Linked DNA regions of Zea mays: region 1 is linked to region 2. A link is a contact called in public Hi-C data. All regions are on one chromosome and are shown on one strand. The core of a region is the stretch at or near the end of the contact, and the rest is flanking DNA. Distances in the headings are between cores, read along the strand shown.

Region 1 (5,026 bases), core at 2,106-4,605, 190 kb after region 2:
GACTACTGGTAGCCAAGTACTGGTCATGACTTCAAGTGAAACCCATTCACGCAAAACTTGCAATTCAAGGCATAGTCCATTGTCCAAGTTGTGGGTTGGTGTAACTTGGAGTTCTAGGCGGAAGTTCAACTTAACAGTCTCTGCTGAAAAACTAGTATATTAAACAGTAGTGAACAGTGGCGAAAACTGCAGATGGGCATTTGAGATCTGGTGGGGGATTGTTAGGATTTATGGGCTTGGCCCAATTAAGAATTTCTAATAAATCCCAGGAAAATCTCAAAAGCCCATATAAGTGGATGGCAAAGGGATAGGTGAAACCAATAGCACCATATTGCTAGCTCTAGTGGAGTAGAGCTAGCTTAAATATGGAAGCCACACTCACTCACCAAGTCATGGATGAGAGGAGAGTGTGTGGAGAGCCACACGCGCGCGCGCGCTCGCTCGCCTCGCCTCGCCTGGCCTGGCCGGGCCGGGCCGGGCGGGGCGGGGCGAAGGGCGCGGGCGCACGACATGCGCGTGAATGGTCCGCCGAAATCCGGCCCCTCGCCTTGCGGGGGCGCGGCTACCTTTTGCCGTTTGATTTTTTGGTTTCTTGGCTGTTACGCTTATCCTAACCGATCGCTACAAAATCTCAACTGATTGCGAGATTTTCGTGGGCGGATAAGCACGGGGGGTCGCGGACTCGACCCTATAAAAGGAGCCCGGCAGCCAGCCTCCAAATCATCCCCAGATCCCAGTTCGCTTTCGCCTCTCTTCATAGCTGAGCCGCCTTTTAGTTCTCTTCGTCCCGACCGCAGAGGTGCATCTGCGATCAGGAGAGCAGGTCTCCGGAACCCTTCGTCTTCTAGATCCTGCACCGGGAGAGGGCGAATAAGGTTTTTGGGAAGCGTCTTCACGCGACTGCTCGTGATCTTCTGACATCGTCGACTCAGCTGATCCTGGCGCGCGCCAACAATCAGTAAGTCTAATCAGTACGCATCATCTGATTTGGCTTTTATTTCAGTTCTTCTGATTTGGTCATGATTTATATTCGGAATTTAATTTGGAATTTGTCTAATTATTCAACAGTGTCAAGCTCTAGTTCCGCCCCTGCATACATACAATATCTAAAATCTATGTATGATAATCGTCTTCGTCCTCGTCTTCTGGTAGGGTCAGGAGGAGATTTCATCCACCCTAATAGAACTATCTGTTTTTATATAATCTCATTATTTATGAACCATATAAATTATTATTGTATTGATTAGATCTTTTTTCAAAGGGTAGTATTTCTTACTTCATCTGTATCAACTACTCTCTTCGTTTATTTTTATTTGTCGTGTTTTAGTTCAAAAATAAACTAGCCGACGACAAATATTCGATAACGGATGTAGTATTATTTACCCGAAGCAGATCCACTTTATTATCGTGAAATCAACGTTGATAATATAGATCACTAATTTGTTATCTACGAAATTGTGAATAAATTCATAACTATATTGTCCACAAAGTTTGTTCCCCTTTGTATATGTCAAACACTTAAAACGATAAAAAAATATGGATTATTACTGGCAAATCACTTGCGAGATGTGCAAGCTCCAAACAGAAAAGTTAGGCCTAGCCGCCTCCATGACGATGCCTGCATAACCAACATAATGGCAGTGGTTTAAGACAAAGATTGTATGATGTCCTACCGTAATAACTATTCAACTCTAGATTAAATACGTTGGGTACCCGAGAATAGAGTACCAAAGAAGGCCTGAAGGCCTTCCAAAACGGCTCGTGATTCGGACGGTCTACCTGTCAATCAGTTCGCGCGTGAAGGTCTAAAAGGCCTCCCGAAGATGGTCCGTCGAGCAACCCGATAAGGCGAGATTGCTGACTAGCCCGCCCGCCCGCCGAGCAACCCGCGGAATTGTCGACGAGGCTGTCCGCCGATCAACCCATCGAGACAGGGTTGCCGATCAACCTATCCGCCGAGGTAACCGAAATCAAGTGTAGTAGTAGCACATACAGTTATGATCAGAAGACCCACAAACATCCTATATCAAATCCACTGGTACAGTAGAGTACTTGATGAGTGACAGAGATTACATTATCGTTTTATGATTTTTAAAAACTGTTTTGTTGATCAAAGTTTGACTAATATATTTTAAAATTTTAAGCCAGAATACATCAAATCCCGCGCATGTTTTTGTTTCTCGGTCGGGAAGGTGATTCGTGATTGGTGACAATGAAACCAATGAAGCAAAGAATACTCAGTCTCCATTTCCATCTCAAATTCCAGTTCTACAGGGTACAACATGCTCGATCGGTGGAATGAAAGCAATTAAACAAGAAACTCTCTGCCGGGGAGGAAAAGACCGTCCTCCCGGTATTATATATTAAGAAGAGACCGAAACGATGGTTTCGGACGAGAAAATCCCCGAACCCTGGCCACCAATCATTAATGGACCGGCGTCAACTGTCCACTCTGCAATGTAGAGAACCCGTATCCCTTCCCAGAAGCACGACAGAGGAAACACACGAGACACGATGTAGGGTTGGGCCTTTGGCCTCTTTCTCTTCTTCCTTATCTTGAGGGGTACATGTTCCTTTATATAGAGACGTGAGACCCCTCAGGGGCAGAGTCGGTATTTGCCCACATAACCCTAACTATGGTTACTTAACAATCGTAACCCGAGAGCCGATGGGGCACAACGAGGTTTTTTTTAACTAAACCTGAAAATTCGCTCTCGAGGAGAATCGAACCCAAGACTTGGAGGTGCTACTTGGAAGTCCTTAACCACTAGGCTAGAGACCCTTTCGTTCAGGGCACACAACTGCAACGAGTATTCCGAGCTCGCTCGCTTGTTGGCTACCAAAAAAAATTGCGAGAAGAAATTAAAAAAATCAGGATAATTTGTTACCGTGAGTTTAACATTTAAGGCATCGATAAAATTTCGACCGCAAATAAAATAACTAGCAAAATTTTGGCCTGCCTAAGTTGTAGTAATTAAATTTTGGCTATAAACCAACCAGGCTCTCCATATCTCCCGGGGAGAGCCGAGTCGACGTGGGAGCCACCCACATTCTCATCTGCTGCCACCGACCACTCCCCCCTGTGAGATCCCGGAAATGCCCATCGCCGAATTGTCGCCGCTCCTCCAGGAATGAGCTGTGAGGGGCGGCAAGCGACGGACGGAATCACGAGGCGGCGCCGCGGCATCATCCACCGCCTCCAGTTAAGCACCACCGCTCACCGCCTCACCGACACAGCGGGGCCCACCGCCGAGAGCGCACGCCGCAAACAAAACAAAACAAAAAAAAAAACTCAGAACGAACGCGGTCTCTGTAGTAGTGGCCTACTGAATCCGGTTCCCGGACTGCGTTTTCCGTTTCCGGGCGGACCAATGAGCCTTTAGCACGTAGGACGCCGGCTGAAATGGGGGAAGGGGAGAAAGGGAAAACCCCAAAAGACCCGGGCGAAACGGCGCAGTAGCGAGGAAGTAAACGCGGCGGAGCGGAGGAAGCAAAAGGAGACGGGAGGAAAGAAGAAAAGAAAGCGTCTCCTTCGACGCAGCTGTGTTCCCTTCCCTTCTCCCCCTACCTCGTCTCCGCCCGAGTGGAAGGAAACCAAACCATCGTGGTCGTGGAGTGGAAGTGGAACAAACAAACGCACGGGCGCGCGCCCCCTCCCTCCTCCATCTTGCGCATCGCCGCTACCTCGGAGGCGTGAAGCCTCTCCTCCACTCTCCGGCGCAGCAGCCGTCGCCGCCTCCGTCCCCTGCCGCGGGCCGCCGAGATCCGCCCGGGCTTGGGCTGTTCTGCTGTGATGGTAAGGACGCCCGCCCTTCGCTCGCTCGGATCCCCTGCCTTTCTGCTCTGCCTTCATCCAGGTCGCCGCGCCTCGGAATCTCTGCCCCCTCATCCTCGCCGTCCCGGCTAGCTGCGGATTTGCTCCTGCTCGATCCAGGCGCTGGCTCCGAGGAGGGAGCGTGAGATCCGGGAGTAGCTTGCGGCGTCCGTGCACGTGCACGCGCACGCGCACATTGTCTCAGCGCGCCTGTTTACCCTAAGACCGGCAGCTCGCTGACGGCGGGACGGTTTATCCCCTCTTCCCAATAATAACCTGGAACGCTAATGGAGGCCCATCTCCCCCGCTCCAAGCGTTGTAATGGAGATCTGGACGGCGACTGAGAAATGACGGTGCCATTTCCGACGAACTCTAGTGCCACGGCCGTTGACTCGTGCTTTGCTATGTTGCTGATCGTCGTGCCCAGGGCACTGCTCTACCTCACGCCACCTAATGGGCGGTGGACTCAACCTAGTGCATAGAGCTTCCTTATTTAGCCGCAATGCGGCCATTCGCATGCACCAGGCTGCCAGGCCTTGGCATTTTATATTCTGTATTCCATCTCACTCACATCGGAGGTAGAGGTGTGCGGCGATCCTTTAATGTCAAGCTGTGTTTCCTGCAGGCGGCGCAAGCTTCCATTGCGGCGGGATCCCAAGTTTGGGTCGAGGACCCCGGTGTCGCTTGGATCGACGGGGAGGTTGTAAAAGTCAATGGAGACACGGTTACGGTCAGATGTTCCAATGATAAGACGGTATGTTGGCAAGTTTCGGCACTGCTAGGCTTGTATATAAAAGGCAAACGGTTAAGAAGGGCCGCACCTATGCTGAGGCACACCTTCTATAATTGGCAAGGCACTTAACAGTTATGGATGACATGCACACTTGAGTTTTGAAACCTGGCCCTTTGTTTAGGTTACGGTGAAAGCGTCTAATGTTCATGCTAAGGATCCCGAGGAAGCGCCATGCGGAGTCGATGACATGACAAAGCTTGCCTATCTGCACGAACCCGGGGTTCTTCAGAATCTGAAAGCTAGATATGACATGAATGAAATTTATGTAAGTTATTAGGATAACCGGTATAGCCTAACCATATGTCCTATATATTCTCCACAGCTTCTTGCTAACTGAGCTGGCCATGCTTTTCTGACATGTGTTTGCTAACTTATTCATTATTAAACCAGACATATACTGGGAATATTTTGATTGCTGT
Region 2 (5,712 bases), core at 2,784-5,283:
TTCCTTTTATGTATGTTTGGTCAAAAAGAAAACATTTGACTTCTCAGTAGATGAGAATGACACGCTTTACCAAAGAGAGGATATCACTGCTAATTGCTCGGGCACCTTGCGCTTGGTCTGCACATCAACCATGATCTTGACAAAGCCATTTGTGCTGGTTCAAGCAGATTTTGGAAATTTTGGAAAAACATTGTTTGAGAATGAGACACTCAACGCCTAGGGCGGTCCATAAATGAAAATAGTCTCTTTTAACCCAAAAACTTAATGTTTTAGAGCATGTTTGGTTCTCGGCTAACTACGTCTAGGATTGAAAACGGATGGAAAAAATCCATCTCGACCTGTACCGTTTTTTCACATTTGACCCATCAGTTTTCGTATTTGCGAAAAAAATCTAGATACGGGATAGGGTATATTATGTTTGTTTTTGCGGAATCCCGTTTTTCCGGATTTAACCCATATTTATCTCATATTTAAGAAATCCAAGATGAGCCTAATATGCATTAGTGCACAAACTAAAGCATCATATTTTTAAGTGACATACTATAGCATAAGTGGTCATTCTAGCCACCGGCTCTTCTGAATAACAAGTGGTCTAAAGGCTCAAACAATATGGAATGTAGCTATATATACACCAGTAACAAGCAAACAACAATGAAATGTTGTCTCTCCATATCTATTTGTTTCATGTTATTGTCCTGCTACTCGATCATCAATATCATGTGTGCTTGTATTAAATTACGAGTTTTCGCTTAATATTTCCGCTCATGTTCGTTTTCGTGCACCCTTTTGTTCTGCTACCATTTTTGTTCCCGACTATTTCGGACTCGGTGTCATTTCCCGTGATAAAATATAGGAATGGAAATAAGAGAGGTTTTTTCATCCGTTTTCATCTCTAACTACGTCATAACTTGCATAAGATTAATCGGTCAAATTAAAAAACTAAAGGTTTGTTTGGTTTTTCTGCCTAAGGCACCACGATTTTAACTTTAGTGTCTAAGATTAGTTATTTAATTCAAACGATTAAACTTAAGCAAGTTATGACATCTTAGATAGTAAAACAAAGTATCAAACATGCCTTAACATTAGACAAAAAAAAGTTAGATAAACTATGGTGAGTTAGATAGTAAACCAAACCGCTTTTACTATCTTAAATTTGATCAACAATAAATAAAAAATATCAATACTTATAATAATATTGAATAAATACCATCAGAGTATATATGTAATTTATTTCTATAATAAATTAATTTAGGGATATAAATGAGAACACCATTCTTTAGAAAATTATCAAACATGAAGCAATTTAACTATAGCAAGCAACCCATAGTTGCATTCTTTTTTTGGGGAGAAAGTGAGTACTGACCAGGGTTCACCGTTTCGTTTTTACTGTAGCGAATTTTGTTTTTTTCCCAAAGTTTAAGTTTGACTTTTATTTTTTTGAATTTAGAACCGAAATCACATCTCGGTCAGCATCGAAAACGGGTAAGTTCACCATAATTCGGTGATTTCCCGGCGAGAAATGAATCAGTGGTACTGACCCCCGATCCGTTTGAAACAAGTCCGGTACAGCCATTTGACATCATGCCAGAAAGACAGCAACAGATCTCAAGTTCTCAACAATGCGCAACAAAACTTGTAGAAATCACGAGGTGGAAAACTGCAATGTCATTAGCTCACAGAGTAACAAATCACAAGGGCAAGGTTACTGGGTTACAGAACCCATGGCTATGATTCAGATCCCAAGGTTGGGTTACAGGACCCATGGCTACGATTCATGTCTAGTTAAATTCAGCCAGGGTTTTAAAAACCCATGCTCAATGCAGCTGTAATGAAGTTGGGCGTCGCAGAATTGGGTAGTCCGCCCAAGGACCTGGTGTCACTGGTCCACAATTTGTATACCGCCACCACCTGTTTCATGAGAACAAAGAAATTTGTGATACATGAGTCATGAGTGAATGAGAACAAATGGCAAGGCAAGCGAGCATTCAATGGTTAATGACAACAAAGGCAGTCAAATTTCTACTGCAGTATAAAAGATCATAAGAAAACCACATGATGCAACAAATCATCAGCATTCTAGTACATGAAAAACATACTTTCCAGATAGAAGTACATGTATCCCACACAAGGGAAAGCTCAAATTAAGATAAGTTACTAACATGTTTACCATTTATCAGGAGGGCCACAGCACATCTATTCCACCTTTGCAACTTTCCTTTGCTCAATTTGACCGGTCAAATCACATTGCATCTCAGTCCAACTGATTGGAACCAATGTACCACCTGAGGAAACATGTGGGAAGCAACATTAACAAAATCTAGAATAACGATAGCAGTTCCATGTAAACAAATTGCATTTTGCACCCTTCCATACCAGCTATGCTTTGTGCTGAAACGACTCCAAGTTCATTTTTCGCAGTGGAAAGGTAATATGCCCTTGCATCACCAAGAGAAAGCTTTAACATTATTTAAGGATCCAAAGCCAGCCAAGAATATTAACTACTTCAAACAGGAAAAATATTCAGGGCCCATTCAGCATGGCTCCTCCAAACACGCCAGAGCATTTGAGACACTTTTTGCAGCTCTGCCTCCTCAGTCCTCACTCCCAAAAGGCTGTACCTCTACTGTTCACCCCAAGACGACTCCTCAAAATGTGTTGAGAAGCCCGTTTTGGGGTCAACAGTATAGAAAGCCGGAGCTATTTTGGGCTGAGCAGCCGGAGCCACAAAAGTGGCTCCTCAAGTGCTCCGGCTCCTCCGGAGGAGCACTTCAGGAGCCAAGCCAAACGGGCCCTCAAAGCAAGAGTTTAAAGATTTAAAAAGTTACGACAGCTTAAGAAGGTAGATGTGGATAACCTAAGGGCAAGTAAACCTAACCAAGGTTGATAACAAGAGAAGAAAACAGAGATTATTTGTACTGCATCATTTTCGTCAATTAAGGATACAACCATAGCTTTAACAATGTCCCCAGGACGATATGATTGGTACATATCCACCTTGTCAATTTCAGTTGCACGAACATCTTGCTGCCTGCAGGTAAAACAGAGGAAATTTATGAGAAACTTTCCCCTGATAGGTTCCCTAAGTCCCCAAGATGAACAAGAGCATGAATCCAAGTACAGAATTCAGCAAGCAACTAAAGCAAATGTAGTACAAGACATCAACTGGAAACAAATAAAAGATGGAACCAACACAAGGCAAAATAAAATCATGGGGAAGGCACCAGTGCACCACCTTATCATGCCAGTGAACTTTTCTCTGATAGCCTTTGAGTCAACACACATGATATCTGCAGAGGCCATTCTAGCCATAACCTTTGTTACCTGCAAAAGTGACAGCTTTCAGGAATCAGCGGTTTAGAAACTTCTGCTTTTTAAAAAAACATTGTGACTATGTTCGACGACTTCCTGCAGCAAAGATGCCTGAAAAATACGATGGTGTGCCCATTATTACCCTATAGACAACTACAAGAGTAATGGCTCTGACTTTCAGACACATGCATCGCCCCACCTCCAACCTGAACCAGGGGATGCGTGTGGTAATTGGAAATTTCAGAGCATGGCCAATTGCCATTGAGTGTTTTCACAAAAGCAAATGAATTGCAATTCTTGAAACCATATTATGCCCAGTATTTCTGAGCATCTTACTCGGGCGATGACGACGCTTCCCGGCTGCGGCACAGCTCCATGGGCCTTGTGCCCCACCACCTCCACCGTGGATCTCTGCAGCCCAAACGAACAAACCAACTCATCACACGCACAAAACAAAAGGAAATCAGAAACCCTACCAAGCCAACCCTACCTGGTCGTCGGAGCCAGGTGCGGGCGGCACGATGCGGCGGCGCCCGGTGACCGACGCGCGCACAGAGCGACCGTCGGCGTAGGCGCCACGTCCGGCCGCGAGGGTTAATGAGTTTCCGAGAAGCTCCCCTGGTGTGACCACGTCGTCGCCGCCGTCATGGTCCATCGCGGTGGCCGCCATTGGTATAGCTGGTGGCTGGGGTTTGGGGGCAACTGGGCAAGGCAAGGGAGGGTTTTCGCCGCCTTTCCTCCTCGCTCGACTACGTGGGCTTTCTAATGATGATACTAGTCGTCAATGGACCTGAGAGCAATGGGTTTACAGGCCCAAAATAACAGATTAGGCCCATTCTTTTTTTTCTTTTGGTTATTCGATGAAAAAATCATCGACATTCCTCGGGATGGCAACGGGTACATACCCGTCGGGTAGTACCATTTCATACTCATACCCATAAAAAAATTATACCCATTAGACTACCCATATATGCTCGTGGGTATAAAATCTTACTCATACTCGTACCCGCGCGGGTAATTTTACCTGTCAGGTAACCCCATATCCGTTAAAAAAATCTTAAATTTCAATATATCAATCACTCAAAATATTAAATAAACATAAAAAATAACTTCAACTTCGCACATAACAAATCATATGATTACATAACTTTGGTATCTAGACAAATGATGGCTAGAGAAGGGTTTTATTTTAGTTAAGATGGACTCTATTAGATGGTTATAGTGGTTGTTGGTCACTTATTCTCAAATGTTGTGAATCAAGAACAAAGCAACACAATTGTTAAGGATTAAGGACCTTCGACCTTCGAATCATTATCTCCTTTCGAGTATAATGATGTTCAGACGAAGATTATGAAGGACACACCTTCATCATTTATCAAAAAAAAAATCCATAGAAACAATATGTTATATATCTATCCACTTATTCATTTATGTGTCCAAACTGTAATGTATATATTCATGAACATTAACAAAACTTATATTACATTGATACCTTCGGCTTGATCGAAGGTGGTGATGCGAGGGCAGATACAATCCAACATGAACAGTAAGGGGATACTATTCACTTATTTATAGACATGGGACGCAGCCCGAGTAAAAATATATTTATAACCCTAACATGTACACATAATCGTAACATAAGTTATCAGAGCTTAACTAGTTTTTTCCTCATCGGTTCAGCATCATGTTTGACCTTCATCGCCGTCTTGACCCGAAGCTGTCGCCCTTCGGCTGAAAGCTTCAGCATTCGATATTGTTGCTTTCAGACAATATCTTTGTCTTAAGAGCCCTCGGCGGAGAAGAAGACCCTCAACATCGCTTACAAACGATGTCTTTGTCTTGAGGACCTTCGGCGGAGAAAAGACTCCAACATCGCTTACAAATGATGTCTTCGTCTTGAGGACCTTCGGCGGAGGAAAATACCTCCAATAGTGGTATTGATGTGGGTATATTTTATCTATGGATAGATGGGTATGAGTAGTACCAACTTGTACTCGTACTCGTCTACCCAACGGGTAGAGTTTTTTACCCATTAATATATCCGTGGGTAGAGAAATCATCTTATATCCACCTTCATATTAGATAAAATCCGTTGAATATTCGGGTTTCGCGTACACATTGCCATCTCTAGTCGGTATCCTCGCTATCAGTCTGAATTTCACCTCTCCACCGAAAAACAGAGACGCTTTATGCTCTCCTAGTCTCCCTCAATATGATTAAAATTGCTTATTTTCTACGCACTGTTATCCTAAATTTATAAGTTTTTTTAGCTTTTCTACGTACATTGATTTGCTATATATCTAGATACGGTATAGATTTAAATACATAATAAAAATTGTATATCTAGAAAACTTAAATGTCTTATAATTTAAGATGGAGAAAATACCTTCTAACGGTTAAATC

The links. Hi-C and Micro-C count contacts between places; a contact is called where the count stands out from the background.
Region 1: a contact with region 2 is called in a Hi-C map of leaf, with 3 times the contacts expected there. The contact joins the promoter of LOC100126801 here to the promoter of LOC100281965 in region 2. A contact is called at or near these places in 2 of 25 Hi-C or Micro-C datasets (both in leaf).

The regions. Positions count from the first base shown.
Region 1 is chr5:224,087,373-224,092,398 of Zm-B73-REFERENCE-NAM-5.0, forward strand. LOC100126801 reads left to right here and starts at 3,356. Exons shown (of 39, transcript NM_001349815.1): 1 at 3,356-3,796; 2 at 4,440-4,568; 3 at 4,729-4,872; 4 at 4,998-5,026. The coding sequence starts at 3,794.
Region 2 is chr5:223,897,403-223,903,114 of Zm-B73-REFERENCE-NAM-5.0, forward strand. LOC100281965 reads right to left here and starts at 4,034. Exons shown (of 7, transcript NM_001368109.1): 1 at 3,800-4,034; 2 at 3,646-3,720; 3 at 3,233-3,321; 4 at 2,944-3,028; 5 at 2,374-2,455; 6 at 2,168-2,282; 7 at 1,652-1,908. The coding sequence starts at 3,979. The coding sequence ends at 2,194.